Linked DNA regions of Zea mays: region 2 is linked to region 1. Evidence: chromatin contacts called from public Hi-C data. All regions are on one chromosome and are shown on one strand. Each heading gives the region's core, a stretch centred on a gene start, on an enhancer-like site or on the middle of the called end of the contact. The rest is flanking DNA. Distances are from core to core; before and after follow the strand shown.

What was found. A called contact is a pair of places that touch in the nucleus more often than the background predicts.
Region 2: a contact with region 1 is called in a Hi-C map of leaf, with 4 times the contacts expected there. The contact joins the enhancer-like site here to the promoter of LOC100284728 in region 1. A contact is called at or near these places in 2 of 25 Hi-C or Micro-C datasets (ear and leaf).

What each region holds. Positions count from the first base shown.
Region 1 is chr10:40,330,922-40,335,487 of Zm-B73-REFERENCE-NAM-5.0, reverse strand. It overlaps LOC100284728, which reads left to right and starts at 1,977. Exons shown (of 7, transcript NM_001367196.1): 1 at 1,977-3,100; 2 at 3,817-4,009; 3 at 4,084-4,147. The coding sequence starts at 2,394.
Region 2 is chr10:40,684,691-40,689,256 of Zm-B73-REFERENCE-NAM-5.0, reverse strand. It overlaps LOC100273906 (fiber protein Fb34), which reads left to right. Exons shown (of 3, transcript NM_001148298.1): 3 at 875-1,518. The coding sequence ends at 1,163. Among protein-coding and RNA genes, the nearest start is that of LOC100273906, 15 kb to the left of the region's middle. Within about 2 kb of position 1,911, at least 2 of the 20 cell types and tissues checked have an H3K27ac peak or open chromatin away from gene starts, as enhancers often do. A contact at or near this core is called in leaf, where this site is marked.

The DNA.
Region 1 (4,566 bases), core at 728-3,227:
AGACAAAACTCTTAAGTTATTTTTGTGTAGTTTTTTTATTTTTAGTAATTAAATGGCTTCTAGAAATGTTATAGAAAATTACAGCTAACATAATATCTAATTATCGATTTGTGTAAAATTGTATAAAATTTTGATGGTAGTAGAAAAAACAGAATTAAAAAAAAAGACAAAATAGTTCCATTTAAACAAGTGTCATGTCATCATAACAGTTAACTAAAATTATTTGGAGGTTATTTGTCCGCTTTTATAAAGTTTAGGGCTAGTTTGGGAAAACCATTTTCTCAAGTGATTTTCATTTTATCAAGTGAAAATGAACTGATTTCTCTTGGGAAAATAAAATCTCTTGGGTTATATTTTTATGCTATTTCTTTCTTTTATTGTAGAATTCTTTCTTCTCTACTAGGTTTAGCAACTAATATTAACTTACTTTTAATTGATGGATTTGAGATGTTACATTTTAATGATGTTGCACTGATTTAAGTGACATCAATTTTGTCTTTTTTAATTCTATTTTCTACAAGTGTCAAATTTTATGTAGTTTTACACAAATTTGGTAATTAGATATTATACTCACCATAATTTTTTTGTAAAATTTTAGAAGTAATAGTTTAATTACAAAAAAGCTACATAAAGAGAACTTAATATTTTTTTGTCTCTGATTCATTTCTTCTTTGATAAGACCAAAATTTTTACTAGAGCTAAACAACACTATTACTAAACTAAGAATTTTTTTTGTTGATTTTATTAAGAAAGTTAAGTGGTCTTTCTTCTAATTATTATCTAAATCAGTTCTGCATTTGTTTTTTATAAAACTTACCAAACACTAATAAAATAATCTCCATTTTTTACACAAACCTTCTCCTATCTACACTAACATACACAAATATTTCCAGATTTTTCTGAGAATTTTAAATCTAGACCCATAAATATGTAAATATTTCTCAGAATTTTATATAGGTTTAGATTTAATGTTCTTAAAAAATCTGAAAATATTTGTATATATTAGTTTAGCTAAGAGATAATCTATGTAAAAAATGGAGATCATTTTTTATTGTTACTAGGTGTTTCTAAAAAACAAATGTAAAATTAATTTAATTATTAATTAGACGAAAGGACACCTATCTTTCTTAATAAAAGCAACACAAAATTTTGTAGTTTATGAATAGTATTGTTTAACTCTAGTAAAAGTTTTAGCTTAATAAGATAATAAATGAATCAGAGACAAAACTCTTAAGTTATTTTTGTGTAGTTTTTTTATTTTTAGTAATTAAATGGCTTCTAGAAATGTTATAGAAAATTACAGCTAACATAATATCTAATTATCGATTTGTGTAAAATTGTATAAAATTTTGATGGTAGTAGAAAAAACAGAATTAAAAAAAGACAAAATAGTTCCATTTAAACAAGTGTCATGTCATCATAACAGTTAACTAAAATTATTTGGAGGTTATTTGTCCGCTTTTATAAAGTTTAGGGCTAGTTTGGGAAAACCATTTTCTCAAGTGATTTTCATTTTATCAAGTGAAAATGAACTGATTTCTCTTGGGAAAATAAAATCTCTTGGGTAAATGGGGTTCTCAAACTAGCTCTTAGATGGTTAAACATCTGGTTTTAAAAGTGAGAGGGTGAAGTAGAGCATGCTCTGAAGGCTAGAGATTACGTATACTTTCTGAACGAAGAGGCGCCCGCTGTCGAGAGTCTAAGCAAACCCACCTGACTACTTCAGTACCTGACTACGAATCCAAATAGGCCTAGGTCTTTAAGCCCACCTGGCGTTCCTGTTCTTCATCCGGCGGAGCCGCGGAGGCCACAAGCGCCTGCTGGCCCACGAAAGTGCCCTAGTTCTTCTTCTTCATTCCTGTCGGCGGTGAAGGCCCATCTGTTTTGCTGGCCCACATCGTGCGGCAGCCCTGGCTGGTCTTCCGTCTTCCTCGAAACCCTGACGCGGCCGCCACGCCATGCTCGCCGCAAGTCCCCTGCGCCAAGTGCCGCCGCCGGGCATCCCATCCACCTCCCGTCCTACTCCCTGAAGGCATGAACCCCCGTTCCAAGCGCCCTATACCGCCGCCATCTCCCGTTCCCCTTTCCTTTGTTCTCTTTCGTCTGCTGGGCAAACCAACGCCGCCAGCCACTGGTCGATCACTTCCAGCCAAGGAGTGGCGGACGCGCAGGGCTTGGAGTGTGGCGGACAGGCGGATCCTGTAGCGGCAGAGACAGGTACGGACGAGAGAGGTGAGTTCTCCGCACGATCGGCTGGGACAGGGGAACGACGCGCGCAACTGTGTGGCCTGGGGGGGCATTAAACGCTTAAACGGCGATCAATCGTCGCTTAATCGATTGCTGTCGGGTACTCCTGGCACTCAGAAGAGGTTGAACTAAGATAGGGATATTCAATGACGGGTGGATCGGGTGTGGTGGTGATAGACAATGGGGGTGGTCTTCTCAAGGCTGGCTTTGGGGGGGACAATGATCCAATTGCTGTTGTCCCCAACTGTATGGCCAAACCCCCTGGTGGCAATGCCAGCTCGAAGAAATGGCTTGTGGCTGACCAGCTGCAGGCAGAAGATGTCGATGTGACTGGCATGACTTTGAAGCGTCCTATTGACCGTGGCTATCTTATCAATACCGAGGTGCAGAGGGATGTGTGGGAACGGGTTTTGCGCAATCTTCTCCAGGTTGATCCTACTAACTCGTCCTTGTTACTGGTGGAACCCATGTTTAACCCTCCAGCGATACAGCATGCAACTGATGAGCTAGTGTTCGAGGAGTTTGGCTTCAACTCGCTTTATGTTGCAGATGGTCCTTCCCTTGTCCACCTTTATGAGGCTAGCCGACAACCAATGATGTTTCGTGCCCAATGCAGCCTTGTTGTTGACTGTGGCTTCTCTTTCACCCATGCATCCCCTGTACTTCAGAACTTTACTCTTAATTATGGTGTTCGGCGTATGGACCTTGGCGGCAAGGCCCTTACAAACTATCTCAAGGAGCTCGTCTCATACCGTTCCCTTAATGTTATGGATGAAACTCTCCTCATTGATGATGCAAAGGAAAAGCTATGTTTTGTCTCGCTTGATGTCCCTGGTGATCTACACCTTGCCAGGTCAGCTGTCTTCATAACCTTTCATGTGCCAACCCTTCTTTTGTTTGTTTAGGGTTAATGTTTCATGTAAGTTCTGAATAAATTTAAAGGTTGGGCCATCTAGGAACATCTAGTGTTTGAACTTTGTCTGTTTAACCAATTTAAGTGCACACATTGATAACCTTTTTTGACAAACTGGATTTTGTAGCTTCCAGAACTAGAGGTGTTGTGCATGCACACATGTTTTTGTGGGAGCTGGTGAACTAGCATTTTGAGCTGAAACTTCACTATAGGCATTAGAAGGCTTGAAAGACCTTAGCATTTGAATTTTAAGAACACAAAACTTATCTTTGTCAAACAAACAAATAGATAACTAACCTAAGGACACTGGAATGTGTTTTTGGGACTATCCTATACTTGGGACTTTTGTTTTCTCATATTGTTGTTTATAGTGTCTTCGTAAAGCACCCTGAATTTACAATGCTAACTCCAGAATCCAGATGCCATTAATGTCGACGGATGCTAAGAGAATGTTATTAAGTACATGTTTCCTTTGCTTGAAAGTTGTTTAGAGGCATTTTCTTAAAATATATTGTGCTGTATTAGGGAAGAAAGAATGAGTTAAATGATGTAAAATCACATTCCTTTGAAATGGGGACCTACTAATGAGTTGACTAAACTATGGGATTTTATGCTACTCAAATCTCTTAGCAGCTTGCTGTGCAATTTCTGGGCAGGTTATCATTTAAGGATAACCCTTTTAGATGTTCTTATATTCTCCCTGATGGTATAACATACAAGAAAGGGTTTGTCAAGGATATGGATGAAGCACTTAGATATCGCACCCTGCCTCAAGTATCAGATAGCAAAGACCATGGTATGGATACAAATAAGTCCGAGGATCGGAAAAAGGCAGAATTAAGTCAAAATGTAACATCCTCGCCTCCTTGGTATTGGCTGCCATGTGGTATTATGATATCATTGATGAGATTTTAACTCTGTAGGAATTTGTCTTGACAAACGAGAGGTTCCTTGTCCCAGAGATGCTTTTTCATCCCATTGATCTTGGTTAGTGACAATGTTATGTCCTGTGTACTTTTGCTCATAAGATTTTGAATATATTCTCTCATATGTGCTCTCAAGTTATTGAACAGCATATCGGTCTCATGCTACTTTTCAGTGTATTTCCTAAAACCATTGCAAAGCACAATAATTATTTCTTCCCATCTGCACATGACCAACCACCAATTCATTTTCCTGATGGGGAGGATTTGCCCTTAACATTGGAATGCAAAACCATTGACATACCTAATCTCAATTACTAGTTTACTACTCGGATAATATCCCTTGCCAGTGACTCAAAAGTAGCAATTCAGTTGACCTTCATAACTTCATATGCATATTAATCACATCTTGGTGAATTTACATCAACTATTCTGTTTTTCCTTTAACATTGGTAAACAATAGAACAGAAGAGTTTCATTGTT
Region 2 (4,566 bases), core at 662-3,161, 350 kb before region 1:
GCTGCGAGTCATTTCATTAAGGAGAGAAGAAACAAGAGTACGACGCAACTGGAAAAATAGCGTCGAGTACAAGGCGGTTAGGAACTAACATGCCACAGCCACACACATGACCACATCACTTGTACACGACCACAGCCACCCGAAACAAACTTTGAGCAGCCCTCGAGTTTTATGATGCTTTGATCGGTTCGGCTGAGCAAAGAGACTTCACTCTGGATTTTCTTTCCTTAGGTGTGCAGCAGCATGACCTGTCTGAGCTTGAGGTGCCATTTACTGAGGAAGAGGTCTGGGCTACTATCAGAGAGATTCCGTTGGACAAAGCTCCCTTATCAGGACGTTGTTAGTGTTTGTTAGATCTTGATAGAGGTTGTTAAGATGTGTTAGGCAGCCTTGGCTATATAATGCCAGGGAAACAAGGAATAAAACAAGCAATTAGCAACCAACCTTGTTGCTAGCTCCCCCCCCCCCCCCCCCCCCCCCCAGGGAGTTGGTACTCTCACCTGTGCCTCCTGTTTCCTCCCTCAGCCTGTGATCACGGTGCCCAAGCGCCAGCCACAGCCTGCTAGCAACTGCCTGCCAGCCCTTGATTCGTATTTCCTGCGCCAGTATCACCATTGCTCCTGCTTAATCTTTCTGAAAATTGAGCAACTCATGGTACCTGGGTGGTTTTTTTATTAGGTCAGGTGTAGAAATTGAATTGGACCATTCAATTTGATACTTTGTTTGGCACTTTGGCATTTTTCAAATTCCATGAGATCAGATGTTGGTAACTTGTCAAGGTTTTGTTGGTCATCACATTGGTTATATAATTCCATGAGATCAAGCGCCTTTTGGAAATAACTTTGTCCTTCCATTTTTGTTCCCCTGTTTGCAGGATAACATTCCTCGTCGCAGAAGCTTGTCTCATAGGAGGATCGGTGAGGAATGCAAAGCACACCAAGTATTTAGGCTACTACATGAAGCATGATTTGGTGTCGTGCGCCGCCCTTCGCAAGGGAGTCTTTGCAGCAGCTGCTGCAATGATGATCATCAACCTCCTGGCGTCCCTGGTGTACTACTGGAGTTACTCAAAAGCTGCGACGGGTGGGTTCATGAAGCACCAAAATGAGGTTGGTGTGGGCATGACGGATTACGGCCTTGACAAGGGTGTTTCTGGGCCCTGAGTGAGATGGAATCTTATTGGCCTCTGTGCGGTATTAATACTATCGTCGAAATGTATGTGGATGAAGTTGAGTTGTTTCTCTACGGTGTGCTGTGAATGATATACCATAACTGTACAATGGCATGGGTGGTGATATTGTAGGGTTCGTGCTGTGAAAAATGCGGTAGCACTAGTTGTGTTTGGTGTGCTGCACGAGCACGACACCGACTTCTTCCTGCTCGCTGCTGGCGGTGGTTGTTCGCAACACAAATGCGGGACTTCAATGTTCTTGGCTGTCATTAAATTATGCAAGGTGGTACTGTACTGATTTTGCACTAAAATGGCATCTGTTAGGCCTGCAGGCGAGGCCCGGCTGCATCTTTATTCGCCACATATAGTTTTCTTTTGGGACAATTGCATGGTTGCCCTTGTTCACGATTCTAACTCCATCTTACTTTTTCGAACTTTGCACTGTTGCTCCTTTTTTTATAACAAACCTCTGTTTACCCATATTTCGTTATAAGCACATAATGATGTCAGCTCAGCCTAAAAAAGACGCTTATACTCTTGCACCATTACCTCTCTTATTATCAACTGCCTGTAAATTTGCTCTTTGATATGGAATTCTGAAAATATCCGTAATAATAGAGCCGTTTGTTAAATTTCTAAAAATATCCGCAATGAAATTACACGGCGTCATCAGTCCGTCTCATCCGCTCTCGTGAACACAGCCGGCTGACACCGTAGCCCCACCCCCACATCTGACGGTGGCAAATAGATTAGTAAAAAGACGTCCAATTAATTCATCGCCCCTTCTACGAAAATAGCTAGGATCACCTCATGCCTTCTCTGTTCTACCAAAAAAAAACACAGATCGTTCCATCTCAAAAACTGGTATACGACCTTCATATCCCATGTAATCTCAACTAAACTAAACACATGATTAGTCACTTGTTGAGGACCAAATTAGGTACATGGACAGTCTGACGGCCTGGCCTTTTGATCCGAACGGTCCACACGAATGATCAAGACGGTCTTTAACTTCGGCTAGTCCTTATTTCATTCGTGATTATCCTAACAAATTCATGAGAAACTGTTGGGTATTGGCTTGGAACGGGTCCAGACCTCTATATATATGAAAGGGTACAACCGATTGAGAACATGCAATCCAATCGAACCAATCTATCTATATTATCATTTATTAGGAGTAGACATAGCGTAGCTCTAGTTGTAGTATCTCAATCTTAATCTTCACCTCTCTTCGACTCTACGCCGTCTAGAGGCGCTTTGGGTAGCCTGCCGATCTCGAAGCAAAGCATATGGCATAATCTTGCTAGGAATCACAAAGTCGCTAGATGAATTGCCAAAGGGCAAATGGGCAGATGAACTCATCAAAGTTGTGTGGAATCATAACATGTCATTACCGAGATCTACTGTTTTCACACCGTTCATGCTCCTCTTCGGGGACGAAGTTGTTACCACCGAAGAAATCAAGTTGGGATTAGCAAGAGTCGCAGCTTCGACTGAAGAACAGGACAACAAGAAAGTTATAGCAAGCAGAAACCACAAGATGGAGAGACAGGAAAGTGAAGCTCAAGAACATAGAACAGGAAGAACGCAATAAAACTGTGTTGATTACCAGATGGGGTCTCACAAGCCGATGACGATGATACTGTTCGATGACAAAATAATCTATGCAAAACACACTCATAATGTGGCGGTGGCTGCTGAATAAATAGAGCATTAGGGTGTGCGTGACCCCTAGTCTCGCCCCTAATGGGCTCCAATGCATACATGATCCAACGACCCAACAGGGTGACGCAGCACCAAAACATAATCTAAACGCTAAATTGTTTCGATGATTCCCGTTGACTCTGGATGAATTTTAAGGTGGGACCAATTGGGTTGGTTAGATAATCGCTTTATCTTTCCAACCATATCAAGTCTATCGCAATCGGAGTCCGGATACATACTAGGTATCCATTTTAGTACAGACTGGTCCTGGAACCCGAGATGGAGTCATAGTCGAGTCGGATTTGTTCTCCTTCCTGTCGTGGACGCCCTTGCTGCTTCTCCTCGACACCTTGGCCTTTCCCAAGTCCTTGCTGGTCCTCTCCAAGATTCCTAATCATCAAAACATCTATTGCCCCAAGCGCAAGCTCTGAAACACAATTGACTAGGGTAGAATGTACCTACAGATTTAGCTGTCGTGCACGCAAATCGTGTTATTGGTCCATACATTATATGTATAGAAGTGATGTCCTCATCATCATCCCCCTCTTGAATTGGAGTCGTCCTCGACTCGATCTCATCTTCCTCACCCATATATGGCTTGAAATCCGAAATGGTAAAGGTGGGACTAACCCTAAAATCTAGAAGCAACTGAATTTATATGCATTATCATTATTTTTTTTCAAGAACTTTATAAGGACCAGTAGCACGTGGCATGAGTTTAGACTTTCTTAAATCAGGAAACCTATCCTTTGTCAAATGGATCCACACCAAGTCACATGGTTCCAATTTTATTTCCTTCCTACCTTTACTAGCAGCAATAAGATACTTTTCATTCATCTTTTAAATTTGCAACTTAGCTGTTTCATGCAACTTAAGTATTAATTCGGAACATTGTGTTGCAAGTTCACAATTTTATAAGTTGGTAAAGGTAGCAAATCAATTGGAGCACGAGGATTAAAACCATATACTACCATCAATGGACTAAGCTTGGTTGTGGAATGAATGGATCTATTATAAGCAAACTCAATATGTGGCAAACATTCCTCCTACAACCTCAAATTATCTTTCAAAACAGCCCGCAACATAGTAGATAAAGTGCGATTAACAACCTTTGTTTGCCCGTCAGTTTGGGGATCTTCCATGAGTTACGATAACTTGATTAGGTGAAGATCTCGACCTTGATGATCCAAGGCTCCGATTCAACGGCTCCTCACAATCACTACACCACTACTCCATTGATTATCACCCATGACACATGAGTGGCCTCGCCACGAAGGTTTATCCCTGCAAGCGCAATCAAGAACACAAGCAAGAACAGAAAGAAGACAACCAAAACTGTGTTGATTATGAGATGGGGTCTCATAAGTCGATAACGACGATACTGTTCGATGGCAGAATAATCTAAGCAAAACCCACCCTAATGTTGTGGCGGTTGTTGAATAAATAGAGCATTAGGCATGCGTGACCCCTAGTCTCGTCCCTAATGCGCTCCAACGCGATACACGGCCCAACGACCCAACAGATGGTGTCGTAGCACCAAAATAGAATCTAAACGCTGAATTGTTTTGACGATACCTGTTAACTCTAGATGAAGTTTAAGGTGGGACCGGTTGGGTTGGTTAGATAATATCTTTATCTTTCCAACCATATCAAGTCCGTCGCAATCAGAGTCTGGATGCATCATAGACGTC